6 separate regions of the Mus musculus genome follow, and regions 1, 2, 3, 4 and 5 are each linked to region 6. A link is a contact called in public HiChIP or PLAC-seq and promoter capture Hi-C data. All regions are on one chromosome and are shown on one strand. The core of a region is the stretch at or near the end of the contact, and the rest is flanking DNA. Distances in the headings are between cores, read along the strand shown.

Region 1 (4,543 bases), core at 1,187-3,686, 640 kb before region 6:
GGCAGTGTTGTTGGGGAGATCTGGAAACTGTTGTTGACTGATTGTCCTTGCCTCAGACCAGCTTCTGAGGCCTAGACTTGCCTGGACTTACCCAGTTCTTAAAAACAGAGATGCAGGCCTCGTCTCCTGAACTGTCAATGGAAAGCCTGTCATAGAGTCAGCCTAGCCTTCTCAATAACCCAGGTTTCTCACATGCAGCTGTTCCCCAAACAACAGATCTATAGATGTCAGGAAAACTCTTGAGACAGATGAGATAGATTCGGGACCACTGTCTTAGAACAGTTCTGCAGCTTGCTGGAGAGAACCCACAAAATAAAAAAGACAGCTAGTAAAACTATGCTAAATATCAAATCAGTAGATACAGTGGGAGGCAGAAACACCTCCAGGTGGCTGGGCCGAGGCAGAGAAGGCTGTTTGGTAGCTTCTATGAAAGAATAATTGGGACCAGACTAAAAGCCAAGGGACTGAACAGGGCAAGGATATTGCTATGTGGGTAATAACTCTTAAATATTAGCTGGTGTTCATTTATTCCACAGAGTCATTTCTGGTTTTTATTTTATTTTTTTGTTCAAAAATACTTCCTGAATATTTACTTCCTAGGCACTCAATAAATGTATTCTCTCTTTACCCCTCCTCCAAATCTGAACCCAGATCATTTTGTATATGCTAAGCACACTCAGCTAAACATTAAGCTTTGGTGGGTGTGGTGGTGTCTTACAAACTGTTGTCTCAGGAGGCAAGAGGCAAAAGGTGGGAGAGTCCTTGAGTCTGAGGCTACCCTGGGCTACAGCATAAGACTATCTCTAAAAGCAAAGACAAAACAAACAAACAAAAACCAACCCAATAAACCAATAATACACCAATAAACTCATCAATAGCCCTTCTTCTTTTTCCTCCACCCTTTACTGGAGATAAACAAATGTGATAATATCTCCGTAGCTTCCCATTTTTTCACCTGGTGGTCACATAGAAAACTGTCTTAGAAACTCTTAGTCTTCAATGTGGAGGGAAGAGTTGGATTGTTTGGTATTCAAGCTGTCATGGCTTGCTCTGTGGAAGCGGAATAGAACAGTCCCCCTCATGATGGCTTTCACATGTGTGACCCTTTTGGCACACTTACATTCATTCAGTCTGCTTCTCATGGGGGAGACCCATAGAGGGACTAGATCTTATCAGATTCGTGACATGCCCAAAGTCTTTGAGTGGTGGAATTCACACCTAGTGTGACATATTCCACCCTTCCAGTGGTCCCCAAGTAGACATCACATCACAGTCACCAGGAAAATTTGCAGAGCCCCCACCCCACTGCTATGCAGCAAACCAACAGGTACCAACCACCTAGTCAGGTCTAGAGTGTGCTGGAATCAAAGCACTGTCTTTGCCTTTGTCAAAGCTGCATCGCCAACCCCTGTGTTTGATTTGTTTGAGACAGGGTCTGTAAGCACAGGCTGTCGTCTCAGTCCCTATGTGGCCAACGGTGATCTTAAGTCTCTGACCCTCCAGGGCTAGGATTGCATATGTACATCATCATTTTAGACTGCTGGAAAGTGAGCTCCTGCAACGAGGCGAAGGCCCCACTGGCTGTCTCAGAATTGTTAGCATGCTTCATCAAAACATCGGGATTTCTCATGTCCAAGCAGGATCAAAAATTTTTATTTTTTAACAATCTCAATATGATTCACGTCCACTGGACTCATTGGATTAAAGAGCCACAGATTAACATCTCTGTGGAGGGACCTGGTGGGAAGGGCATTTCAGCGATTTTCTTTGAGGTTCATAGTATACTGTGGAGGCTCTGGTTTGACTCTGATTAATTCCTAAGGCAAACAAAACAAAACAAGCAAGCAAGTAAACAAACATCCCCCCCCATCCGAAAAAAAAAAAAAACAAAAACCCCTCCTCTCTTCGGTTGCTTCCTGAAAGCTGGTGATTTCTAAGGCTACCATGAACAGCACTGTAGAATTTGCAGGGTCCATTCCAGCGTGAACCACAAAACCTAAATTATGTGGCTGGGGAAAGTTGAGATCCAAGGAAAGGGTCTGAGGGGGAAAGTCAACCGATCCATCAATAAAAACAGTTCGTATATTGTAAGCTATGTGAGGGTCCTATTTATTCCTTTTAGAGACGGGAAAACCGAGATTTAGAGCACGAAAATCATACCCCAAGGCACAGAGATAACCAAAGACCAAGTTGCCCAGTGCAACCTCAAAATTATAGCCAGGCACCCGCCCCTCCCCACCCTCCACTCCTGTCCCCAAATCGCTGATCTACACACAGTCTGAAATTCGGGCGCCCTCCAGGCGAAAACTCAAGTTAGACCAGACTGTAGAGCAGTTCTGCTCGCTCCAGGCTTCTCCGGGGCTGCAGCTTGAGAACTACAAGGCCCAGCAGGCAACTGCAAGGGGAGGAGGAGGAGGTGGGACTAGCGCCGGGTGGGAGTGAGAGAGCGAGCCCTCGCGCCTCGCCGGCGCACAGCGCTCGGAGCGCTCCTGCGGGTACTTTGGCGGGGCTCTCCGCTGCGGGCGGCGCGGAACGGGAGCCGGAACCCTGGTGCAGCCGCTGCGTGCAGAGGACCCGGGCTGCGCAGGGAAGCGGGGCCGAGACGTCCGGACTGGACTGAGACTGTGCTTAGCGCATTGCGGCGACCTCGCCTTTCCCGGCCGCGAGCGCGCGCCGCAGCTGGAAAAGCAGCGGAGACCGAGGACTTTTCTCAGGTCCCAGGGGCGCACCACAGCCGTGCTGCAGTCAATGCACGCCGGAGCCCCAGGAGGGGTGATGGAACTCGGGCTGCCAGAAGCCTGAGACGCCGCCACCGCCGCCGCTGCGTACTGGAGAGCGGGGGGCGCACGATCTGGGGACCCCGGGCGGCGGACCCGAGCCCTCCCCCCCGCCCCGCCTCCGGGGCACCAGCTTCGGCTCCATTGTTCCCGCCCGGGCTGGAGGCGCCCGGCTCGGAGTGCCGCCGGGAGTCGTGCCTCGGCCGCGGAGCCCTCGAGACCCCATCAGGATCTGAACGGAGCCCGGAGACGAGCGGCGGGAGCGCAAGACACAGACACCCGCCGCGCCACGGCGAGCTCTCCAGAGGCGGGACCGCAGCGCCAAGTGAGGTAAGAGTCGCCGGCGCCCGCAGAGCCGGCTGGCTGGGCGTCCCGAGCGGCCCCCGCGCTTCGCCAGTCGCAGCCCGCGCCTCCCTCCTCCAATCCCCCACCCCACCCCCGACTCCGCTCCCTCCCCGGCGCCCCTGTCCCTCCTCCCTCGGCCAGTGTCGCTGCCCGCGCCCCCTCCCCGCGCGCTGGGCCCGCTGCTGCTGCCCGCTGCCTAACTTTTCCGCCAACTCGCGCTCCGGAGCTAGCGAGGAGGCTGCTGCGCTCCGAGTCCAGACCCCGACCCTCTTGGCCCAGGAGAAGGCGGCGGAAGCTGTGTGTTCCCTACTGGGGAGGAGGGCGGGAATGGGCCGGGAGATGGAGGGTGTGTGTGTGTGTGTGTGTGTGTGTACATCATCTATCTTTTGGTCCTCTTGCGGATTCACCCCGTTTCAGCCGGTGGCTTTAAGCTCAACACCCTACATCTGGGATCTTTTCAAGTGTTTTCCTACCTCCGGGCAAGTCTGGGGTCCAGGTTGGGGGGTTGAAGAGGAAAGGAAGTGGCGGGGAAGGCTAGCTTGTCTTGGAATAGGTTTGAAGGAGGTGTCGTCACCAAATGGCTGAATCGGCTTTAGCGGAGAGCGAGCAAAGATTCCCCCCCCTTTTGAGGGGTGATGGTGGTGGTGGTGGTAATGTTCTATTTTATCTTAGACCTAGAGGACTCTTGAAGGGGTCTGGAGAAGCGGGGGGTGGGGGGTCTCGGGGTCTGGATCGTTCTGGGAAGTGGAGGAAATGAGGAGAACTTGTCCGGTGCGGAGGAGCCCTCTTCTGCCCGCTTGTTGCTTCTCTGGCCCAGACCCCCTCTCCACACCTCCTGTGCCTCCTCTTGTAGTGTCTCCGGCGGGGTAAGACAACCTAGTACTCATATTTTTAGAGGAATTTACTGACTTTTTAAATATATAGATGGGGTTTGTAATAAACAGTTACCCACCCAGTGAGGCAGCTGGACACCTTGGGAGTGCAGGAGGGAGTTCTCTTTCTCTGGGCCTAGTAGAAGCTATTAACTCATTTGCAAAGCATTTCGACGGCGTTTTTCTCCCCCACCCCACCCCCCATTTCCCAGATGTAGCTGCCGCATCTGGTTCCGTTTCACCCTACACGGGTACACCGCAGCCACATTATTAAACATCCCTCTTCCTCCCCTCCCCCTCCTAAATTAAAACTGAGATTCTTTAGCACCACCGCCACCACCACCCCTTAACATTTCTTGAGACGTGGAGCAGAGGCTTTGGGATTGGAAGAGAAAAGCAAGTTATAGATCCCAAAGTGATTTTGGATTCCTTCACTCTCTTGCTGGTGGCCGACGATGGGGGGGGGGGGAGTGCGGGGGGGGGGCGGTGTTTAAGAATCTCTGGACCCTCTTGGGAGCCGCTTGCTTACTAGAGGTGGCCTTGGTCGGT
Region 2 (4,474 bases), core at 1,392-3,891, 550 kb before region 6:
CTGTTGTAGACACAAAAGATATTAAAATTATTATTTTTAAAATTTTTTTTGGAGATTTCAATTTTATGTGTATGCACATTTGCCTGAATGTATGTCTGTGAACTTTGTATGTGCAGGGCCCATGGAGGGCAGATGATGATGGGTGTCCTGAGACTGGAGTTACGAACAGTTGTTAGTCTCCATGCGAGTGCTGAGAACTGAACCAGATCCTCTGGAGCAGCAGCTAAGTGTCTTAACTGCTGAGCCATCTCTTCAGCCTGGACTTACCCTACCTTTTCTCAAAGGTTATAAAAAGCCACAGCGATTATATTTTATTGGCATAAAGTTAGATGAGTGGACTAGAGTCCAGAAATGGGTAATTATCAAGAAGTGTTGTTAAATATGAAGCCAAAAGTGGTAAAACCTAGAATCCCACCACTTAGGAGGAATTCAGGTTTGAGGGCAACCTGATAAAAACAGACTATCTCAGAAAACATCGCATGTGTTTGTAGCTCACCCCCCACTCCTACTGTGTTACATATATACTGTGCTACATGTACTGATAATATTTAAAAAGGAATAAATTATAAACATACCATGGATGAATCTTGAAATAATTCTAAGTGAATCTAGACATATATATATATATATATATATATATATTCTATGATTCCAAATAAAAGTCTTATATGCACACTACCCCATAGTGACAAGCAAGCCAGTCCCAAGAAATTAAAGTTATTAAAGCTTTAAAAGCTTTAGAAGTTGTTATTCACAAAAATCTATTTTTCACTGCAATCCTGTTTTTAATTTTAATTTAGAGAAAAAAGTATTTTTGAAGAAGCAACTCAAATGGTTTATTTTTTGTTAAAAACACATCTGCCTTTTGAGATTTTAAATAACTAATGAGCTTTAGTTCTTTAGAATAATCTTTTCATAAATATTTATAAGATGGGGCCTGTGGCTGAGATGGCTCAGCAGGTAAAGGCTCTAGCCACCAAGTCTGATGCCACCCCAATTAGATCCCTTGGACCTAAATGGTGGCAAGAGAGAACTGACTCCTGCAAGTTGTCCTCTGAACTACACAGACACAAATGAATTTAATTTTAAAAAATGAAAAGATTTACCAGCTAAATGTCCTAAAGTGCCCTAATTTTTTAAAATGTCGCTCTTGTGTGAGTGTTTATCTGTGCAGGTGCGGTTGTATGTGGGATCAGAGGAACCCTTGCAGGGTGTGTGTGTGTGTGTGTGTCTATCTGTCTGTCTGTTTTCTGTCCTTCCGTAGTCAGTCAGTCAGTCAGTTCTGGCAGTCAGGCTGTTTAGGCAGCATCTGACCCTTTGAACAAACTGGCTGCTAGTATTTTTAAAAAGCTTACAGTTTCATTTTCAGTTTTACTGTCAACCTTAGGAAATACATATAGTAAGTTCCTTAAATGCTATGGTATGTATAATACCTATATAGTGTGACATGAAAAAGTAAAAAAACGTATCTAACATTTTGTGAGTGAGATAATGTTGTTACAGGATGTGTGTTGTTAGTCCTCTGGTACATCTGCCATTAACAAGACTGAAAGAGGGCTCTTAGCTTACCTAAAAATTATAGTCAGGGCTTTGTTTTGTTTGTTTGGTTTTGGTTTTGAAGATGGGGTCTCCAGTAACCCAGGCTGGCTTCCAGTGAACTCCCTACGTAACAGGGAGTGACCTTGAACAGTTAACCCTTTGCCTCTACTTCCCAAGATCTTCTATAGGCAGGCAACACTACACGGAACTAGATCTGGATCTTTTATTTATTTATCTATTTATCTATTTATTTCCTTTCTATCTGAGACAGGCTGGCCTCAGCCCGTCATATGGAGGAGTCTGGCAGTGCTGGGGTTTGCAGACATTCATCCCCAAAGCTGCCCTAGATGTGGATCTCAGTCATCATTAAGATATGTTGAGAAAGCAAATGGGAAAATGAAAAAGAATTATGTACATTATAGTTTGTATTTAAGCTGTATGATAACATTTTACATGGTGCCTTTTTGGTTGTTTTATAAATACCCACACCATAACTCCATTTGTTAAAATTAATCTGAAAGCACAGTAATTATTTACCTCAATAATGGGAGATTTTGAAATTTCCCCAATGCCTAAGACTAAAAAGACTAATCATCTAACATAAATTAATTTTTTTGGATTTCAGTCTACTTCCAAATTACTACTTCAAAATTTATTTTTCAATTTTATGTGCATTGATCATTTTGCTTACATATGTGTCTGTGTGAGGACGTTGGGTTCCCTAGAACAGACAGGTGTGAACTACCATGTAGGTGCTGGGAATTGAACCTTGATCCTCCGGAAGAGCAGCTGTGCCATCTCTTCAGCCTAAAATTATTATTTTTTTAATGCTGGGATTAAAGGCGTGTGCCACCACTGCCCAGCGAGCCGAAATTTTTGTTTATTTCTTGCACTTGGAATGCTTTTTGGTGACATTCTTGACCTGATATTGTTTGCTATAGCCCTTCAAAGAAAATGACATTCAGTTTACTTTTGTAGTTCTTAGAACTAGTGAACTTTTAACTTGAAGTTTTAATAGCTTTTCAACATTGCAATATTCTAGTCAATTCTGTGGACCATAAGGGCTTTCCTTGCTCTTCAGACTGGTGATATGGCATCAGCACTGCCAGCTTTTGCTGAATGTCCACAGAGATGTGTTCAGATAAGTAGGTCAGTTGGCTGGCTCTTACGGCAAGTCAGCTTGCTTGCTTGCTTATTTGTTTGTTTGTTTGTTTGTTTGTTTTGAGGCAGGGTTTGTGCCTTTAGGGCTGGCTGTCCTAGAGCTGGTTCAGTAGACCAGGCTGATCCTCCTGCCTCTGCCTCCACAGTGTTGGCATCAAAGGCACATTTATCTTTTCTGAGACAGGGTTTCTTGGTGTATGTAACCCTGGTTGTCCTGGAACTCTGTCCTCTCTCTGCTCTCCAAGTGCAGGTGAAGTGCTGTTTGCCATAGTTCTAGATACTTTGAAGTCAAAGACAGAAGGATCCCTTCCTTGACTATAGGATCTGACTGAGCCCAGCTTGGGCATTTTAGGAAGAGCATGTCTTAACAAACAAACAAACAAACAAACAAACAAACAAAAGGAATGCTGGCAGGACATAGTGGTCCACACATTTTTTTTTTTTTTTTTTTTTTTGAGACAGGGTTTCTCTATAGCCCTGGCTGTCCTGGAACTCACTTTGTAGACCAGGCTGGCCTCGAACTCAGAAATCCACCTGCCTCTGCCTCCTAAGTGCTGGGATTAAAGGTATGCACCACTACGCCCTGCTGGTCTACACATTTTTGGTTTCTCTGTGTAGCCCTGGCTGTCCTGGAACTCCCTCTGTAGACCAGACTGACCTAGAATTCACAGAGATCTGCCTGCCTTGGTACGTGCGCATGCACACACACACACACACACACACACACACACACACCCCAGTGCTGGGATTAAATGTGTACAGGTGCAGGGTAATGGTGGTGTACTCAGGAGGCAGAAGCAGGCAGATATCTGTGAGCTGTTTGGCTAGCAGTTTGGTCTACACAGTGGGCTCAGGCCAACAAAGACTACACAGTGAGACCCTGTCTCTGGAAAAACAAGCCTGAGTAGCTGGCTTATAGGGTAAAGGTATTTTCCACCCAGCCTGATAACTTGAGTTCAATCCCTGGAATTCCACATGGTGAAAAGGAGCAACGGATTTTCCTCAGTTGTCCTGTGACCTCTACAGAAGTGCTGTGGTACGTGCATGTTTCTGCCTCCGATCTACACAGAGATAAGCAATTAAATGAGCAAAGTAAAGTGTTTTGATTCAGATTTGATTTATAATCACCTTATTTTTAAAAATGTACGATGGACAGTGTGTTCTACCCACCTATTTCACTGTAAGATTTGCTTTGATCTAAACTGACCTTTTTCCTAGTATTTGTTCTGCAGGTGTGTTTACTTTGAGCCAGTTTAGCAAACTGTGTGTGTATTGGGGGGTTGGTCTGTGCGCATGTGTGTATGCACTTATGTGCATAAGCACAGAGTTGCTGGGTATCTTCCTCTACTACTCCCTACCTGTTTCTTCTAAAGCAGGGTCTCTCCCTGTATCTGGGGCTTGTATTCTTTTTTCCTACTAGGCTATTAGCCAACAAGCCTTCAGTATCTTCCTGTGTCTGCCCCCACAGGACTGGGGTTGCAAACACACATTTGTGAGACCACGCCTAGCTTGTTATGTGGGTGCTGTGATCTAAAGTCATGGTTGTGCAGCAGGTGCTGTCAACCACAGAGTCACCTCTCCAACTCCCTCCTCTTAGATTGGGTGGGCACTGGACTTGAAAGGCCTATGTTGAGATCTGAGTTCCTACCACCATTTTACCTTACCATGGAAGGTTAATGCTTTTGTTGATGAATAGAAAAGAGTACTTAGAGTTGTAGAACTTTAAACTGAAGTGTTAAAGTACCAGACTTTAGCACCAAGTAAGCATGTACTT
Region 3 (4,487 bases), core at 1,687-4,186, 820 kb after region 6:
TCAAATCGCAATCTCAATACTCTTCTGCAAGTGTTTTAATTAGGCCTTGGGCCTAGCTCACGGTGTTTTGGTTTTTTTTTTTTTTTAATTTTTCTCTCACAAGGAAACTGGATCAATCCAATCAAGGAAGCTCTCTTGTCCTTACCAGCACCCCCAAGGAGTTGTCCCTACCCTCTGTGTGTGCTGTGGAGTGTGTGTGTCCTACATACTGTACAGGAGCAGGAAACAGGCCTGGCGTCTGGCACCTGGCACCATTAGCCCTGTCCATGCTAACTGCTCTGAGCTTAGAGAACTAAGTTTCTTAAAAGGACAATGTATCATTCCGTGGGGAAATCGCCTGCACCCTAGCCTGCCCAGCCGGGACATCCTGTCTGCTCCCCTTCTTCCTTTTGTTCATTTGACATCTTTCTACTCTCCAAATAAAAATACTCCACCGTCCTTTCTGCAGCCTCCTGCCCTCTCTTTCCCACCCACATTCCTAAGTGTCTACTCTCTTTCCCTCTAACTTATTTCCCATTAATCATTTCTAACACACATCTGCTCTGCTCCTAGAATGGTTTCTAGGCTGGCTCTCTCTCTCTCTCTCTCTCTCTCTCTCTCTCTCTCTCTCTCTCTCTCCCTCCCTCTCCTCCCACCCCGCCCCCAGCTGGACTGGTTACAATAACCCAGGAGACTTTTGTCTCTGTCTCCAAACTCTACCTTCTTCCCAGTTTTTCCTCCAACATATCCACAAAGGCCATCGCTTCTACAACCCATCCTTCTTCCACTCTTTTCTCTCCCAAAGGCCAAAGGCCTGGGTTAAGTTGAAGTAACCCTTCAATCGCGGTGGACTGTGTTTGTTGGGAGATAGGGTCTCACTCTGTAGCACAAGCTAGACTGGAACTCACTAGGTATGCCAAGCTGGTCTCAAATTCATGGTGTGACTCTCCTGCCTCAGCTTCCTGGGTGCTGCATTTACAAGAACGAGGCTGCAGACCCAGCTTGGAGTAGAATTTTACAGATAAGTGTTCGCAATGACCATGAGGTCAGAAGGCATAGGCTGGCATGAGCTGAGCTTATGGGAGTTGCGGGAAGAGAGTAAAACTTTGTACTATAAAATAAATGAGAAAATCCTCCTCCCTTCCATTCATTCTCTTGCCCCTCCTGCTGCAATATGGACCATATCATCAGAGTCAGGGCATCTCTGGCTATTCACTAAATTTATAAGATCTAAAGAGAGGGAAGGGACAGTCGGGTAATTTCTGAGAAACCTATGCACATTTATTTATCAAACCTTGTGGCTCCAGGGAGAGTTTGAGTTCTGTGTATGACGGATGTGGCCTTGGAAGCTGCCTGCCGCCTTCTCTCCTGCACATCATGAAGTTCATGATTGTTCTATGATTCGCTCCTTCCGCTCACTTTGACGACCCCTTTGGAATCTCTTGCTCTCACGTTGTGTTGAGTCAATGATATCAGAGTCAGGGAAAAAAAAAAAAAAACAACCGTGAGTCAGCATCAGGCAGTCAGAACCAGATAGTCCTGGGTAACACTCCTACAAAGTCAGAACTTGATGGTCAGAGTGACTGACAAATCACGACTGGAAAAGGGTATTCAAAAGGAACAGCGACACCAGCGCGCCTCCACTGGCCACTGAGGGCACGCAAAAGTGGTCACTCCAGAGCTGGGGCACAAAGGACCAAGCTCAGTCGATTGAGCCAAGGATCTAGAACTTTATGGTCAGGACCATGACTATGTAAAAATCTCTGCCAAGTGTAAATACGTACTTTTTCCGGAAGGCTTGGGGGAATCCGAGAGGGTACTGTTATTATTAATAAAAAGGTCTTATTTCGAAATTTCGCCGGAGGGGAAACCAATGGGGCAGTCTCTAGAGTTTGTGTCGTCCTGCAATGCTGAGACCCCCCCCCTCCTCTAGGACATCGGCCTCTACTTTGATGCTACCTCCAACCACGTCGCCGCCAAACGGCAGCTCAGCTCGTCACAGCACAGTGAGGTAGCTTTATGACTTTAAACGGGACAAGAACCCTGAAACACACCAAACACGATCTATAATTCAGAGCGCCCCTGGGGGCGTTCCAGGAGCTTTGAGGTGACGCTTCCTGGCCAGGGAGCCAAACCTTCAACCACGCTTCACCTAGACCGTCTCACCGGGAAGGGAGTCCTTCCACTTCCAGTCTGACTGGACAGGCTCAAAGTAGTTGGAAGGGCTCAGGCAGCGCCCAGGGAATAGTGGATGCCCCCAAGGCTTCGGCGCTTCCAAGTGAACACATCCGGGAGAGGCCAATTAGGGGAAAGAGAACCGGCCGAAGCAGCTCGGAGAAGCTGCCGAGCTCCCGAGGCGTAGCCCGCCCCCCGGCGGTCCCGGGGAGAGGCTTGGATCCTAGGACCGGAGCAGGCGCCCTGCGTTCCCACCCCGGTCTCCACCCTAGACACTAGTGGGAAGCAGCAGGCAACAGGAGAGGGCACAGAGCCCGTGTCCAGAAGTCCCGTCCCTTGGGTGACCCGTGGGCTAGGGCAGCCGGGCACAACCCGCAAAGGGGAGCAGATCCAGCGCTGGGCGAAGGCCGGGAGGCGGCGACCGGCTAGGGCGCTTTAAGACTCTCCCCGCCCACCGGCGGCGCCCGCCTCCGCCCTCCGCTCTCCCCGCCCCGGGGTCCGGGAGAGAGCTGCGATTGGGCGGGCGCGGCGATCCCTTTGAAGTGTGGCTGCAGATCGCGGCTATTTGACGTGCAGCTCGCGGAAGGCGAAGGTTTTTGTGTTGCTCGCCTGGGCTAGCTGCGGCGGCGGCGGCGGCGGCGGCGGCGGCGGCGGCGGCGGTGGAGGAGGGGAGGCGGCACGGAGGCGCAGCGGCTGCTGCACGGCGTTCGACGCAGCGGAGCGAGCCCACCCGCCCCGGGAGCTCGCCTCCCGGAGCTTCCCCTCCCTCCCCGCCCCCCCAGTGGCACTGCCTCCTCCAAATGAGCGATTCGCCCGCTGGATCTAACCCAAGGACACCCGAAAGCAGCGGCAGCGGCGGCGGCAGCAGCAGCGGCGGCGGCGGCGGGAAGAGGCCGGCGGTGCCGGCAGTGGTGTCCCTCCTGCCCCCGGCGGACCCCCTGCGCCAGGCGAACCGGCTCCCTATCAGGGTCCTGAAGATGCTGAGCGCTCACACCGGTCACCTCCTGCACCCGGAGTACCTGCAACCGCTGTCCTCCACACCCGTCAGCCCAATTGAGGTCAGTCTCCGGGCGCTGCCCACCCAGAACTGAACCCCACTCCTCCACCCATGCTGGGCCCATGGCTCTGCTCCCTCCACCACCCCCCACCCCACCCCACCTCCCGTAGCGACGCGAGGCCCGAAGCTGGCCACGCAGGCGGACCTCCTGAGGAGGGACGGAAGGCAGGAACCAGACACCCCCCTCCCCGCCCGCCCAGGTTCTCCCTAGACTCATGGGTGGAAGGGTTTTGCCCAGTCGCCCTTTGGAGCTGCGTGTTTTCTAACCGACTGGATTTGCTCTTATGGTGCCCAGAGTCCTTTACTTTTCCTCTGGCCCCTTAGAGTCCTGTCCAAAGACGGCTTCTGGGCCTCCCTCGCCTCCACCCGGTGTCCCTCTGCATCTTCCCCCGTCTGTTTAGGGGCACAGTGCAGACAACCAGGCACTCGGGATCCTGGGTCTTTCTTCATCTTACTTCTCTGGGTGTCCTCCCCGGGAGGGAGGGAGAAAGGGAGGGAAGGAGAGAGGGAGGGGCTACTCACAGGGCCAACTGCGGCTCTGCCTTTAGAAGGCGCCTCTCCCTGCTCTTACACCGAGCGCCATCACCAGAAACCCGTCCCAAACGAAGTTCTCCCAAACTAAAGGCTTAAGTTTTTCCCTGGCCCAAAAAGATGGGAAAATTATCTGGAAAGGGGCGAATCACCATCCGGATTACAGAGAAGTCACCTTTAACCGGGAGGGCTGTGGTTGAGCCATTTCTCCTGCGCGCCAGCGCCCATGTCACACTCGGGGACTAACCCACAAGGCAAGTGTCATTCCGCCCAGCTACTCGGCCAGAGCCAGGCCCTCCTTCCGTGACCCTCCTCGCTCAGCTCCCTTCGCTCGCCCACAGTGCTCGGCTCAGCTTCTCCGCGCGCGCTTAGTGAGTCTCCCAGTCTCACCCCCTTCTCCCTCCCCTTTGCCACTGTCTCCCGCAGCTGGACGCCAAGAAGAGTCCTTTGGCTCTGCTAGCCCAGACCTGCTCGCAGATCGGCAAGCCCGACCCGCCGCCCTCATCCAAGCTCAACTCCGTAGCGGCGGCGGCGGCCAACGGGCTGGGATCCGAGAAAGACCCGAGCCGCTCCGCCCCCGGCGCCGCCTCCGCGGCCGCGGCGCTCAAGCAGCTGGGGGACTCCCCCGCGGAGGACAAGTCGAGCTTCAAGCCCTACTCTAAGGGCTCCGGAGGCGGCGACTCCCGCAAAGACAGCGGCTCCTCGTCGGTGTCCTCCACCACCTCTTCGTCCTCCTCGTCCCCCG
Region 4 (4,359 bases), core at 543-3,042, 670 kb after region 6:
CCCCTGCCAGTCATCAACTAACTGTTAAATAGCTCCTCAGCTAGGGGTAGGGACTCATGAGCCCCTCTATGCTAGAATGTTGACTAGCTTGATCTTGTGCAACTCTTGTGCTAGCCGTGGATGTGGGTTCTTGAGCACAGCAGTCTTCTAGCTTTTACAATCTTTCTGCACCATCTTCCAAGATATTCCCTGAGCCCTTGTGGAAGGAATGTGACAGATGCCTCTGATGAGACCCAAGAGCTGCAAAAATCTATTTACTGACCATTCCCCCTGCCCCTTGGTTTGCTTAAGGTTTCTTTCTAGGACCCTGGAAACAGCCACCTCTTGCTGAGTGCTAAAGTCCTTGCAACTATAGGTGCTGAAGGCCTTAGAAGCTTAGGCTCTGCCATAAAAGTTGAGGGCAGGGTGCTGTGTGCATGAGCCCTGTAGGGCCAGGGAGGCACCAACTGCTGCATGGGGAGGAGGCCAAGGCCGCAGCTCGAGGGAGGCCTCGGCCCTCGGTGCCTGTGTTTGGCAGAGCTGGTGTGAGAAGAAGAGACAACCCTTCCCCACTGTCGGGATAATCAAGAGTTTTGGCCGGACCTTTGAGTACACCTCGGGATAGTGAGGAGCCTGGCGAAAAGCACAGACTATGGCGCTGAAACGAATTAATAAGGAACTTAGTGATTTGGCCCATGACCCTCCAGCACAATGTTCTGCAGGTCCAGTTGGAGATGACATGTTTCATTGGCAAGCCACAATTATGGGACCTAATGACAGCCCATATCAAGGTGGTTTATTCTTTTTGACAATTCATTTCCCTACAGACTACCCCTTCAAACCACCTAAGGTTGCGTTTACAACTAAAATTTATCATCCAAATATTAACAGTAATGGCAGCATTTGTCTTGATATTCTAAGATCACAGTGGTCTCCTGCTTAAATTGTTTCTAATGTTCTTTTATCCATTTGTTCACTGCTATGTGATCCAAACCCAGATGACCCCCTAGTGCCAGAGATTGCATGGATCTATAAAACAGACAGAGATAAGTACAACAGAATATATCGGGAATGGACTCAGAAGTATGCCATGTGATGCTACCTTGAAGTCAGAATCACCTACATTATAGCTGGAATAAACTTTAAATTACTGTTAAAAAAAAGTTGAGGGCAGGACCTCTCTCTACTATGGTTAATTCTCAAGACAAGTCCTTGGGCTGGAGAGATGGCTCAGAGGTTAAGAGCACTGTCTGCTCTTCCAGAGGTCCTGGGTTCAATTCCCAGCAACCACATGGTGGTTCACAACCATCTATAATGAGATCTAGTGCCCTCTTCTGGTCTGCAGGCATACATGCAGGCAGAATGCTGTATACATAATAAATAATTCTCAAACAAAGAAACAAAAAAACAAAACAGTCCTGAGTTCATTTCCCAGTGACTACAATGTATTGCTTAAACCATAATCTTTCCCTCCCCCCTCCCTCCTTCCTTTCTTCCCCATTCCCACCCCCCCCCCCTCCTATACACATCATATTCATTCCCCACATCTCCTAAGAAGTCCAGTGGGGGCTGAGTTATGGATGAATGCAGTTGTGGCCACTCACCAAACAGTGTTCAGTCGCTTCTTTCCTGATACAAGCAACATCTAGTTACCTAGGTTGTGCCTGATTCTTTCATCCTTCCCAGGAGGCTCTACTGTCTCAGGCACACATAGGTTGCTAGCAGGTCCACATTGCAGTTCTTCAGGCTTGCTCAGACATGTCTAAGCCAGGCTAAGGCTCAAGCTGGGACTCCCTGCACAGTTAATGGCTGACAGAATGCCCCAGAGCGAAGGCACTGTGTTTATGCTGCCCAACCAAGCCAAGACCAGTGAGGGAAAAAAAAAAAAAACTACAAAGGAGAAGCAAAGATTGCTTGCCTTACATGTTAAGCCAGAAAGCTATAGATCTGTCAGTACTGGAATGAATTTTTTCCAAGGGTCATGAGTACCATGTAATGTGAACCATGAAACCATTTGCTGAGATGCCCCAGTGTTAGACATTCAGTACTGTAAGTCAGTGCATCTATCTTCTCTCACTGTGCAATGGTTGATGAAAACGTGCCTCTTAAACTATCCTGAAATAAAGGTCACTGGCTTAGTCACCAGCTTTGGCGCCCAGGATGAGTAACCACCCTGAATTCCTCTCTAGACTCTAGTTCTCAGCGCTGATGCCTTCCTGGTGTGTTTCCATGTGACTGGGTCCGAACAAGATCCTTGGGAACCATCATATGTGCTGGGATCCAGTGCATCAGCACAGATGGTTCGGGACCTGTACCATGAGACTTGGCGAAGCAGTGAATCCACATCTGGCAGCTTCCCAAGGTGGAATGCACCTGGAGTTGAAGTGAAAACATTTGGGCCTTGAGCTGTAGCTCCTTCAAATGCAAACCCTCCAAGTTTTCATGTCCTGGACTGTAAAGTGGTCCTAATGGCATAAGCATCACAAAGTTGTTGTGACAAGTCAAGACGTACTTGCTGAGCTGTTATTAGCGTTTCCCAGTTGAGGTCTCCGTGTGCCTTATTCAGTTCTCTGCACCCACTGCCCGGTACCCTACTGCTATAGAGAATGCCAGTATATAGTAAGTGGTTATTGAGCATACCTGATGTTTGTCTGAGGAACAGAGACAATCAATACTGAACTGTTTTAAGGGGAGGGGGAGTAAACCTCTCTCTAACTTACAGAAGTTCTTTCAGAGGAGACCAGTCCACAGGGCTGATGTATAAGCTTTGCTCCACAAAGGAGCTCAATCCCGGATGCTCTGTCCAGAGTGAACGTGCCTATTGGATACCAGAGGCAAAGTAGCAAAGCCAGGCTTCACAGATCAACCTCACTGGCAGCTCAGGAGCCCATCTTATACATTGACATCTCACCATACTATTGAGGGTTAGTCCGCAATAGTTGCCAGTCACTATATGCCGTGAGCTTCACAGACTTTTACCAGTTGGGCTTCACTGGGAAGGAAAGGGACCCACTCGAGGGCTGCCTATAGGAACAAAATACTGTAGTTCAAAAAATGGACTCACCCTGCCTTATGTTGAGTGTATTTAGGGGGCGGGGGCTACGATATAAAAAATGCTATCCAAAAGACATGTTGAGATTGCAGTGATTCTAACAGCATTTAGAGGTTGGACTTTAAAAGGAAATTGGTCATGAGGGCAATATCCTCAAGACTGCCAAGGATATCACCCTGTGTGGCTAGCTATCCCAGGGCTGTGTTTGTTAAGGATCAAGCCCAACTTCTTCAGTGTTCATATTCCCATCCTCTCTCTCTCTAAGGAGCTCTTTTGCCACATAATGTCTTCCATCAGGATGTGGTACAGCAGCAGCCCTTGCCAGATGCCAGTACTTTAATATTGGAATTCATAGCCTTGTAATCATGAGCAATATATGTATTTTCCTTATAAATTATCACTCTGTGATAGTCTGCTAACGCTGCACAAAAATAGACTAAGAGACAGGGGCACAGATACTATGTGGCAGCCACACAAATGGTGGTATAACTCCAGACAGCTCCATTATGAAGAGGTATAAACGGGGCCACAATCAAGAAGGGGCTTCGTGGAGGTATCCCATTTGAAGCCAGACCTGAGAACTGAGTCCATAAAGCAGCTAGCAGAAGAGTGAAGTCGTTCAGATAATCTCGGAGCTAAACAGTGGTGCAGCTTCCCCCAAGGGCTGTAAGAAGGATGTGCGGCAACAAATGGTGAGCAATGGGGCAGATGCACGGGGGTCAATACTGCCTCTAAGTCATCCCTAATGCAAGAAGGAACAAGCAAAGAATCAGCAAGAAAGATGAGAGCAGGTATGTGGCTTTAAAAGATGATATGAGAAGAAGGGATACAGGAGTCAATGCATCTTAAGTTATTGCAGTCTGGGTAGGGGCAAGCGGGGAGTGACACGCTCAGACGTGAGGTGGGAGCATGAAGGTCTGAGCACATATTGACTCCACTTGAGCTACCACCTCCAGCAGGAGCTGAAAGAGCAATGGGAAAACAATCTCGAGCGCCGGGGGGAAATTATGAGAATCAATTCCAGGCGATCTTAAAGTCTTACGGCATCTGAAGAGACGTAATTAAAGTAGAAAGATAGATCTTAAGCACAGATCGTTCACAAAGCCCCAGGCTACTACTTAAGGAGAAAGGAATAGAAGGAAACACACCAATATGTTAACGGCCATTTTCTAGGATCATGGCTGCTTTTCTGCTTCCGTCTTTGCATCTCTGTTCTGATGTCGCTTGTGTGTTTTTTCTTCAACTGAGAAAAGGTATCGGTACCAATCATTTATAAAGAACAGTGCTACCTTCTCCCTTTCTGAGTGAGTAGAAGAAAGTTTTAAAGT
Region 5 (4,948 bases), core at 1,271-3,770, 840 kb after region 6:
CAGCGCCAAGAAGTTAGAACCAGAATGGCTGTGAGTTTGAGGCTAGCCTGGGCTACATAAGAAGTTCCATGACATTCCAAAGTGAGATACTGTCTCAAAAATAGAAGGGGAGGGAAGGGGAAAGAAAGGGAAGGAAAGTAAAGAAACACATACCCCACCCTCCCAGGGATGGAATACTCTGGCCACCAAAGGCCAACACTAAGGGCAAAGCAGAAGGCTCAGAGCCTCACAGAGATCAAGACCCACACCCTCCCCAGAGCTGAGGCCTCCACCTTACAAAGAGCCACAGATGTGAGCACTTTCAGTGGCCTATAAGTGAGCCTCCCTAACGAAAGGGCTAGGGACCTCTGATGTATTTGGTGACAACGATGGCCTCACAGTGCAATTTCTAGGCAGCTAAAGGTTGGCCCAAAGTGATAATGATTGGTGGTCACTGTCATCAGTGGTCACCAATGGGTACTGTCAATAGAATGGGCTCGGAGTTCAAATGAAATCGAGTGGGTCGCTGGGACCAGACTTGAGCCCTTCTCTCCTATAACATTAACTGGATGCTTACTGTGTGTGTATCAGACACTGGGCTGGCACTGGGCACAGGCATTTTCATCAACGGATGTCTACGGTTGCCTTCAGTAAGTCTTGACACACTTTGCCTAAAGTCACAATGAGATTCCTATCATGATTACAATGCCTGTGTATCCACCACCAGGACTGCGGCGTGCTGTTATGCAAGTGGAGCCTACATCAGTCAAGGTAGTGAGCAAGCGAGCAAGCAGGGCCTCATAGCTACGTATGAGAGCCAGCACGGGCTGCATCCACAAAGATGTCCCATGGGGAAGCAGCAAGGGGAGCCATGATTACCTCTAACCCTGCCCTCTGAAGACCAAGGTTGAAAAGGAGGCCTTAGGCCCCTGGTCACAGGTTCCCCTCCTGAAGTCTGACACCAAATGTAGACTTGTGTTATGCTGATCACCAGCTACAAAAGACTTCTGGAGCCCAGTGCCCAACACACCAAAGCCCAGTCTTCAGGAAGCAGAGACTTGAGAATTCCAAGTTCAAGGCCTGCCTGGACACCTTAGTATAAAACTCAAAAAAATTTTTTTTGTTTTTTTGTCTCATTCCTGGAGAACCTACAGTGTGTGTTAAATGTGTGTGTTAAATACTACTGGACATGCTCCATGCACCAAAGTGTCTATGATCCAGTGAGAAAAAAACAATATTAACTCACACAAATAGTACAAATGATAATGGCAAACAAAGAAGATTCCGCCCCCCAAAAGTGCAAGACCTTCAGAACACCCCTAGATATCCCCAGAAGAGAAAGAAGAGCGCTTGCTAACAAGACAGCCTGAGCAAGACCCAAACAGGACTGTGCAGGGATACTGGGGATACCCGGCCTAGATACTCCGATGGGCTAACTTGTATGAAGAGCAGAAAGCCACCTAAAGCCAGCCAGTTGATTTTGTTTCCGGGCCACCTGAAGAGGTGCAGCCACCCAGCAGGTGGACAAGAGAGGGCCAGAGGCTCAGTGCAGGGAAGTAGTCGGACCAGCTTGCTTCAGCAGAAGGGAAGGGAGCTCCTTGCTTTGGGTTTGGATTTGAAATGAGTACTGCACTTGCTCAACCAACTTTCAAAGTCCCAGCTGCCCACCCTGGACTCTCATCCTCACAGGGACCACCTCCCTGGCTATGTTAGAGCATCAGGGATGATTCTCAGACGCCCTTCCAGGGCCACACCCACAAGATGGGACTTTCACCCACATATCCGCCCCCCCCCCTTAGTCACCTGCTTCCCACTTCAGACTCAGTTTCTCCCTTCCCTACTATTGGGGAGTCCTTAGCATATTCCTTTGTACCCTTGGACCTCGCTGTAACTGTCCCCCTTGTGCCCCTCCCCCTGAGCCATTCCTCCCCGGAGACATACTCACATGCATGCTCCCTCGCCTCCCCCCCCCAACCCTTCCCCTCCATTTGTTTCAATGAACAGCCCCTTTTATCTATTCTGTAGGTACAAATGAAGCTGTCAAATTTGATCAGGCGCTTGATATGACAGGCTGTGGGAGTCAGGACCCCTTGAACAGAGTGGGCCTTGTCTGTCACAGCCTGCCTGACACTTCCCATAATGCCCAGACTGATGAGATTCTGAGTAGGGCCCAGCACATTTTCAACTCTATTTTGGGTGAAAACCCTTCTTGAAAGCTCTTGAAAGGAGCTGGCAGTTCCGCCGCCCGGATGATTAATGAGGGCTGGCTTCACTGGACGGATTTCTCCTGGTGCCAACAGCCGTCCTCCCAACAGGCCAGAACATGTTGCCTCGGACTCCCCCAGTGTTTTCCCCGCAGACATTTACCCCCAAAAGTCCCTTCCCATCAGCCCTTAGAACGCTTCCTCCAACTCTCAATCCTTCCACCAGCCACGGTCTCTGCCGCGCTCCTCACGTTCTACCTGGAGCCGCCCCCACACATGGAAGAAGTTAGCCTCCCAGCTGAGGGGCCAACTGGAGGGAGCAGGGGCCTCTTGGAGGAGTGGGGGTGGCTGAGGGACAGCTGGGCTGAGACTGTGGAGGACTTGTGACCCATACACTCCTTGTGTGTATTCTGTGCCCCACATGGGTAGCATGAGCCTTTCTGCTTTCTCCTCAAGGATCTCAGGGGACAAAAGGCCCCAAAAGATAAAACGCTGAGTTCTTTGTTTGTTTTTGTCATCTGTGGGTGCTTCTCAGTTGGGACAACTACTGCCACACAAGTCAGGAAGGCCCCTGTGGAGGGTAGAAGGTTTAGTATCTTGGTCTCAAGACTCCTCTATCCACAAGTCCATGGGGATTATTAAAAGTGCTTCTCAAGACTTCTAATGCCCCCAGGGGCACCGCCAGCTAAGCCAGGGACCACCACACGGCAGAAAGCTCTTCTGTCCCAGGTTCCTAAAGAGCCAGGCTCAGTGTGAGCTTCCATGAACACATGAATCCTTCAAACCGTGCCCTCCCCACCCATCCCTGCCAACTGCAAGGTTCTCTCTCTCTCCTCTCGCGCTCTCTCTCTCTCTCTCTCTCTCTCTCTCTCTCTCTCTCTCCTCCCTCCTTCCCTTCCTTCTTCCTTTGCCAGTCCCTCCAACCCAATCCTGCTAGATGTTCTTTAGGGACTTTCAAACTCAGAACCCTTCAGAAACAAACAGGCTACAGGTAGCTGGGATTAGAAATTTGTCTTGCCCTTTCTTGCTAACCTCTTTGTTTTGGTTGGTCGGTTGGTTGGTTGGTTGGGTTTGGGTTTGGGTTTAGGTTTTGTTTGTTTGTTTGTTTGTTCTTTTGTTTTTGACATGATCCCCCTATATAAGCCAAGGTTACTTCAAACTTGCAATCCCACCCCCACCCCACCCCCGTTTCCCAAGTGCCAGGAATACAGGTCTGTGTCACCACTCACACATGGCTTCTTGTCCCTCTGAGACAGACCCTAGCTGTGTTGTTCAGAGGCCAGCCTCATGACTAACTGAGTTAACCAATAAAATTCATTCTGTCTCTCTTTCTCTCTCTTTTTTTAAAGCACTCATAGATGTCCCTTTCAAACTAGGTTTGAGGTCCAGGGAAGAAACCGTGTCTCTATAACCGGAGGGTCCCCCCTCACCCCCACTTCCCTTCCTCTGAGAAGAGATAAAGGAACTCCAGAATACTCCCAGGCCACGGGGTAACTGCCTAGCCAGCTTTGAGGTTACCCCCGGTCCACACTCGAACCTGAGACCATCAGCACCATCTACTATTTACAAAGCCCTTTTTCACTGCCAAGCAGTGGATTGGCTCTGGGGAGACGTCAGTCAAAGCATGCAGCTGAATAAGCCTGTAGATCCCCTTCATGCAGCTGACAGGTAAGGAGACGACACCCACGCGAGTCAACGTACAGGCGTGAATTGTCGGGCAGTGGTAAGCAAGAGGTGTGGTGTTGTGTTGGGTAGGGCATACGGGGGGGTTGCTGAGGAATCCTTTAGATCCAAGGTCCGAGAAGGCCTCACTGGAACATGATCCTGAAACTTAAGATCCAGTGGCTAAGTGGGCTTATCCAGGTACAAAATGTGTTGGGCTGGAGAAAGGCATGAGTGACTGTCAGCTAACTTCCTTTTGTCTCCAGGGTGCTGTCCTCTTCAGCCAGGACTTTATGGAAGGCAGAAACTCAGGAACCCATCCAAGCCTTGGCAGAGCCACTGGAGCAATGAGTGAGCTTGGGAGAGAAAGGAAGTCCAGAATTCAGAGGGAGTCGCTGACCACAACAGCCCGGGCAAGGCGGGACCTCTGCACTTAGACGGGTAAGTAAGGGTCTGGGCTTGTCACAGGACCCACGTGGAGGCGCTAGGCAGCCTTCTTGATCCTGGAGCTAACTGGACATCGAAAGCTACCGAGGACGACAACAATCAACCAGAAACCCTGTGCACATCAAAACAGAAGTGTGTAGCTTGAAGAGAAGTTATTCTTCTCTCTTCCAGAAGATACTTTTTAAAGGAATTATAGAAGATTGTGTTTCTTGCTTTTGGAAAACTCCTAGGATCTAATGGTAAGTTGGTTTTCTTGCATACAGCAAATAATACCTGGGATTGTCGATTTTTTTTTTTTTTATGTAGGTTTCAGGGCTAAAGAGATGTCGCTGGAATTAAGGGAATTTGCAGCAATTGCAGAGGACCCGGGTTCGGTTCCCAGCACCCACACGGTGACTCACAACCATCTGGGACTCCAGTTCCAGGGCATCCGACAACACCTCCTTCTGACCTCCACAGGAACCAGGTACACACAGGGCAGGCAAAAGGCACACAAAATAAGATAAGTAAAATTTTAAAGGCATTCAAAAAAGAAATGCTATGTGGGCTTTGGTGGCTTGGATCTATAGTTGAAGCACTCACGAAGCTGAGGCCAAAAAACTCCTGCCAGTTGAGGATGTCAAACACAGTAAGTTCTGGACATCCCTGGCTACAGA
Region 6 (4,250 bases), core at 1,516-4,015:
CTTTATAGAATAAGCTCTATGAAGATACACTAATATGCCTCACTAACAGTTCTGTAAATAACATGCTAGCCCATATGGGGGCATAATATAGGAAAATGAACTAATGAACGAGATAAATGATCACTTACCGCCCACGTTACACCTCACATCCCTACTCCCATCTCAACACAGCAGAATTTATTTTTTCGATAGGTTTTGACTTTGTATACCTTGGTTGGCTAGAACTCACTATGACCAGGTAGTCCTCAGACTCAGCACAATTCTTGCCCTTCCTTTGTGAAGGCTGAGATTACAAGAGTGTGCTACCAAGCCTGAACTTGAAGTGTATTTAAACCTGCATCACCCTTCTGCTTCAAAGCTGACTGTGGAGACAGGTTGTTGCTCAGCACAAGAACCTCAGCATGGTAAACCAGCAGCTTACATCAGCCTGCAGAACCCCTTAGGCTCTTATCCTCTAACCTCTCCTCTTACTTGTCCCCCAAGCCACTGCACTCAGCAACTCCAACACACTTCTGCTTCTCCTTGAACAGGCTGGATCCCCAGGCCTCGGGAGGTGGGCTTCCCGTGCCTCATGGCACCAGGTACAGAAGATGTCCTCACAGCTAATTTGAAATCTTTCAGTAGTTGCTTCCTCTAGTAGGCCAGTCCTAGCCTCATCTTTAATAACTGCAACCTCCTCCAGCATTTTTCGAATTTCTGTGTGACTCTCCTTCTTCTCACTACAGAACACTAGCTTAGTAAAATAACTAGTAAGGCAGACTACTATACCACCCATCTTCACTATATAGCCCCTCAGAAGTACAGAACAGGTTTTCAATAAATAACAAGCCATATGATGTGTTCAGAGTTTAAGGTAACTACATAAATTATTTTTGGGGTACCATCTGTTAACCATATCATGATTTTTTTTTTCTTTGCAGTGGACTAAAGTAGAGAACCTAGTATCAATACCCTATAAAATGTTAATAAACCACTCTTCTGGTGTTCCTAATATATAGCTACTTCTCTGAAACGAATTTAGGTACAGTTTCTAGGTCCATTTAATTCAATGTCTCCTAATTTGTGACAACCAGAGCTGCTGAGGCTACCAGGTTCAGTAAGATGCTGCCAGCCTCCCCAGCACCCCAGTCAGATGAGACAGAGATGTTACAGCACACAATTACAGACATAAGTACACAACTTCACCAAAACAAAAAGGTATAAGGCAAACCTGACAGAAAAAAACACACAAGATACATCTTAAGGAAAGATGAAGCAGTCAGGGGACGGGCATCCCAGGCCAAGCAAAGCTGCCTATCTGAGCAGTTACAGGAGTGTAAGGACAAGCAGGGGAAGATGGTACAAACACAGGAGTACCTGCTGCTTATGCTGCCATCATCAGCAATTTGGACTTTATTCACTACAGAGGTATCCTGGGATGTCTAAGCTTTATAAACAAGGGGCTGGCAGTGTTTTTATGAGGGACAGAGAGAAAGCTGAAGACTAGGACTGACAAAAAGTTGAGACTGTGAGTACTTGAATTCAAGGATGGTGGTGAGAGAATAACCTCTCTATTCTATGAGGTTAACCTAAGTCTCGAGGAAGGGGTCCTAGGAGCAGCTGATAAGAGCACTTAGCATCAAGACTAATGATCCGAGTTAGGTCCCAGAGCCCACAAGGTGGAAGGAGAGAACCCACTCCCACAAACTGTCCTCTGACCCACAACATGTGTGCCTGGTGCCCAGCTGCCTGGAGTTATAGATGGTTGTGAACTGCCTTGTGGGTGCTGGGAATCGAACCCGGGTCACCTGCAAGAGCAACAAGTGTTCTTTTCTGCTGAATTAAAGCCTAGTTTTTTTGTTTTATCTCAGTGACACCAGGATTTCAGATTTAAGTAGTTGGCGAATGTATTAAACCATATACCTGATAACTCTGAAGGCAAGTCCATGTGTGCTCAAGTAAAACGAGCTAGGAAAAGATGGTATGTGGGTTCAATAGTCAAAGTTCTAGAGATGGTAGCCACTAAATAGATCCTTAAGAGAAGCAATATTTAAGGGTACAGAAAATAGTTTATAAGGGAGAGAATGCGCCACACACTCCAAACTACAGAGGGTCAAGCCTGTAACACTTGTCTTCAGCTTGAAAAATCGCTGCGCCTACACAAAGGTAACAACGTTCAGAAGTGCACTGTAGGGATGGAAAGATGGCTCTGCAGTTGAGAGCACTGACTGCTCTTACATAGGTCCTGAGTTCAATTCCCAGCAACCACATGGTGGCTCACAACCATCTGCAGTGAGATCTGATGCCCTCTTCTGGTGTGTCTGAAGACAGCGACAGTGTACTCACATACATTTAAAAAAAAAAAAAAAGGTCTTCCTTCCCAGCTTAGAGGAAATGAAATGCGCGTTTGTCCTCGTTGTCTAGTTAGACGGTCACCTGGATTCTGAACGTGGACCACAGGTTTGTACAATCCACGCATCTGCTGGTTCCCCCCCCTTTAAAAAAAAACTGCGTATGGCCAGGGACGAGCTCTTCCACGTTCTCCTGCAGGCTTTCGGACCCAACAGGCCGTTCTTTATCAAGCTGCAGCAGAAAACGCCGGACAAATTAACGACAGTCACCACTACGAGAACGACTGCAGTCAGGATCCCAAACAAACGCGCTCTCTTCCGGCCAAGGCGCAGAGGGCCCACCCACTTCCGCACTGCTGACCACGCCCCACAGGCGCGCCTCGCCCCAGCCAATGGTCAGCTTCCCTGGGAACGTTACCTTCAGCCAATCAGAGACGGCGAGCCGAGTCCTCGCGAGAGGTGAGGCTGAAGCTGCCTCCGCCATCTTGAAGATGGGAGACGGGCGACAGCTGTGGTCCTTCTGCTAAAGCAAACCCCACAACGGACAGGGTAGTCACTCCCCCACCCCAACCCCCACCCCACGGCGAGGTGATCGTCCCCGTAACTGCTGACCGACGCCACCGAGAGCGGCGAGCGTTATCAAGGCCGAGCGCGGCGACCCCGACGGCCCCCTTCGCCTGCCTCCCGGGCCGAAGGGAAGTGTGGAGGGCCAGAAGGATGGTGCAGTCCTGCTCCGCCTACGGCTGCAAGAACCGCTACGACAAGGACAAGCCCGTCTCCTTCCACAAGTAGGTAACTGGCGTGCTCCGCGGCCGCGGCGACAGGGGCGCGCGGGCGGGTGGGGGCGGAGCCCGGCGCGTGGCCGCGCGAGACCTGGAGGAGGCGGGGCGGGCGCTCGGGCGCTCAGGGCGGCGGACGGGCCGGGCCGGCGGGGGCGGGGACCCACGGGGGCGCGTCCCCGTGGCTGCGCGCCCCCGCTGCGCATCCCGGGCGCGCGGCGTCTCCGTTGGTCTTGGCCTCCGCTGGGGGCTGAGACCGCGCGCCTTCGCGCTCGCGGAGGGTTTCCGGCGGGCGGGCAAGCGAGCGAGCGACGCCCAGAAGCCTCTCGCAGCCCTGCGTACCTCTTCGTCCCAAGCCGCGGCGTGGCCGTGGCACATAGGGAGGAAGTCGAGCTGGGAACGCACAGGGGGAGGAGGACAGGTTTCGGACCTCACTGTGGATGCCGGGAAGGAAGCAGGGCAGCTGACCGGGATGCCAGGGAGGACTCTTAAGTCCTAGCGTCAAAGAACCAACCTTTAGCATCCATGGGCTTTAGAGGAGGCTCTTGGTATTGTCGAGATGAACCCCTGTCTTTCAACACACAGGAAGAACGAGACGATAGCACACACTTGACTCTGTTGCCGTGGTGAAGGTTAATGTGAGCGAATACCAGCTTTACCCCCACAGCCGTCAGGGCTCGTTCTTGTAGTGGGTGCAGCAATCAAGAAGCCAGGGTGAAAAATACTCTGGAGAGATGGCTCAGCGGTTGAGAGCACTGACTGCTCCTCCAGAGGTCCTGAGTTCAATTCCCAGCAACCACATGGTGGCTCACAACCATCCGTAATGAGAAATGACGCCTTCTTCTGATGTGTCTGAAGACAGCTACAGTGTACTTATATATAATAAATAAATCTTTTTAAAGAGAAAAATAAAAATACTCTCTTGAAAGAAGAAAGTCATAGAATTAGCGTTACTGATGGTGTTTGTTAATGCTAACAGTCCACAAAATGTGACAATTTTTAGGCAGGTAAATTTGTTGTTACAAGTTTTATGTTAGGTTTTGGAGGAATTCCTGACTGTATGCAGATGATAGCTAAGAAATCAGATCCACTGGTAAATTATGCAAGTTATCCATAGCAAAACGATTACAGAAACAAATTT

What was found. Promoter capture Hi-C pulls out the DNA fragments that hold promoters and counts their contacts. HiChIP or PLAC-seq counts read pairs in DNA pulled down with a chosen protein or histone mark. Capture Hi-C pulls out chosen DNA fragments and counts their contacts.
Region 1: a contact with region 6 is called in a promoter capture Hi-C map of 3T3-L1-derived adipocytes, with 3 times the contacts expected there. The contact joins the promoter of Fgfr1 here to the promoter of Thap1 in region 6. A contact is called at or near these places in 1 of 39 promoter capture datasets (3T3-L1-derived adipocytes), 1 of 115 datasets of contacts at active chromatin or transcription factors (memory CD8 T cells) and 1 of 9 other capture datasets (pancreatic islet).
Region 2: a promoter capture Hi-C map of hematopoietic stem and progenitor cells shows a contact between it and region 6, with 4 times the contacts expected there. The contact joins the enhancer-like site here to the promoter of Thap1 in region 6. A contact is called at or near these places in 12 of 39 promoter capture datasets (the 3T3-L1 cell line, the C10 cell line, the HPC-7 cell line and 8 more), 1 of 15 datasets of contacts at CTCF or cohesin (pro-B cells), 9 of 484 Hi-C or Micro-C datasets (CD8 T cells, Sertoli cells, embryonic stem cells and 2 more), 14 of 115 datasets of contacts at active chromatin or transcription factors (the SCID.adh cell line, bone marrow-derived macrophages, double positive thymocytes and 9 more) and 3 of 9 other capture datasets (adipose tissue, embryonic stem cells and liver).
Region 3: a promoter capture Hi-C map of liver shows a contact between it and region 6, with 6 times the contacts expected there. The contact joins the promoter of Zfp703 here to the promoter of Thap1 in region 6. A contact is called at or near these places in 17 of 39 promoter capture datasets (the 3T3-L1 cell line, 3T3-L1-derived adipocytes, the C10 cell line and 12 more), 3 of 15 datasets of contacts at CTCF or cohesin (the NIH/3T3 cell line, large pre-B cells and stem cell-derived epiblast-like cells), 16 of 484 Hi-C or Micro-C datasets (CD4 T cells, CD8 T cells, the G1E-ER4 cell line and 8 more), 34 of 115 datasets of contacts at active chromatin or transcription factors (the NIH/3T3 cell line, acute myeloid leukemia, bone marrow-derived dendritic cells and 23 more) and 3 of 9 other capture datasets (adipose tissue, embryonic stem cells and liver).
Region 4: a promoter capture Hi-C map of the 3T3-L1 cell line shows a contact between it and region 6, with 4 times the contacts expected there. The contact joins the promoter of 2310008N11Rik here to the promoter of Thap1 in region 6. A contact is called at or near these places in 1 of 39 promoter capture datasets (the 3T3-L1 cell line) and 1 of 9 other capture datasets (embryonic stem cells).
Region 5: a contact with region 6 is called in an H3K4me3 HiChIP or PLAC-seq map of embryonic basal ganglia, with 5 times the contacts expected there. The contact joins the enhancer-like site here to the promoter of Thap1 in region 6. A contact is called at or near these places in 16 of 39 promoter capture datasets (the 3T3-L1 cell line, 3T3-L1-derived adipocytes, the C10 cell line and 11 more), 2 of 15 datasets of contacts at CTCF or cohesin (the NIH/3T3 cell line and stem cell-derived epiblast-like cells), 12 of 484 Hi-C or Micro-C datasets (the C2C12 cell line, the G1E-ER4 cell line, Th1 cells and 9 more), 15 of 115 datasets of contacts at active chromatin or transcription factors (the SCID.adh cell line, bone marrow-derived macrophages, cardiomyocytes and 12 more) and 1 of 9 other capture datasets (adipose tissue).

What each region holds. Positions count from the first base shown.
Region 1 is chr8:25,516,323-25,520,865 of GRCm38.p6, forward strand. Fgfr1 (fibroblast growth factor receptor 1) reads left to right here and starts at 2,437. Exons shown (of 18, transcript NM_010206.3): 1 at 2,437-3,107. It overlaps Gm31288 (a long non-coding RNA gene), which reads right to left. Exons shown (of 3, transcript XR_003947368.1): 3 at 3,366-4,543. RefSeq lists promoters at 1,602-2,576, 2,362-2,576.
Region 2 is chr8:25,607,855-25,612,328 of GRCm38.p6, forward strand. It overlaps a transcript of Nsd3 not described here. Among named protein-coding and RNA genes, the nearest start is that of Letm2, 13 kb to the left of the region's middle. Within about 2 kb of position 2,642, at least 54 of the 459 cell types and tissues checked have an H3K27ac peak or open chromatin away from gene starts, as enhancers often do. A contact at or near this core is called in CD8 T cells, the SCID.adh cell line, bone marrow-derived macrophages and 4 more, where this site is marked.
Region 3 is chr8:26,974,400-26,978,886 of GRCm38.p6, forward strand. Zfp703 (zinc finger protein 703) reads left to right here and starts at 2,937. Exons shown (of 2, transcript NM_001101502.1): 1 at 2,937-3,212; 2 at 4,169-4,487. The coding sequence starts at 2,955. It overlaps Gm39150 (a long non-coding RNA gene), which reads right to left and starts at 1,516. Exons shown (of 4, transcript XR_001778540.2): 1 at 1,274-1,516.
Region 4 is chr8:26,822,631-26,826,989 of GRCm38.p6, forward strand. 2310008N11Rik (RIKEN cDNA 2310008N11 gene) reads right to left here and starts at 1,793. Exons shown (of 3, transcript NR_045904.1): 1 at 1,584-1,793. It also overlaps the pseudogene Gm29728.
Region 5 is chr8:26,992,056-26,997,003 of GRCm38.p6, forward strand. No RefSeq gene overlaps it. Among named protein-coding and RNA genes, the nearest start is that of Gm32389, 13 kb to the right of the region's middle. Within about 2 kb of position 2,521, at least 36 of the 459 cell types and tissues checked have an H3K27ac peak or open chromatin away from gene starts, as enhancers often do. A contact at or near this core is called in adipose tissue and embryonic basal ganglia, where this site is marked.
Region 6 is chr8:26,155,404-26,159,653 of GRCm38.p6, forward strand. Thap1 (THAP domain containing, apoptosis associated protein 1) reads left to right here and starts at 2,766. Exons shown (of 3, transcript NM_199042.2): 1 at 2,766-3,118. The coding sequence starts at 3,048.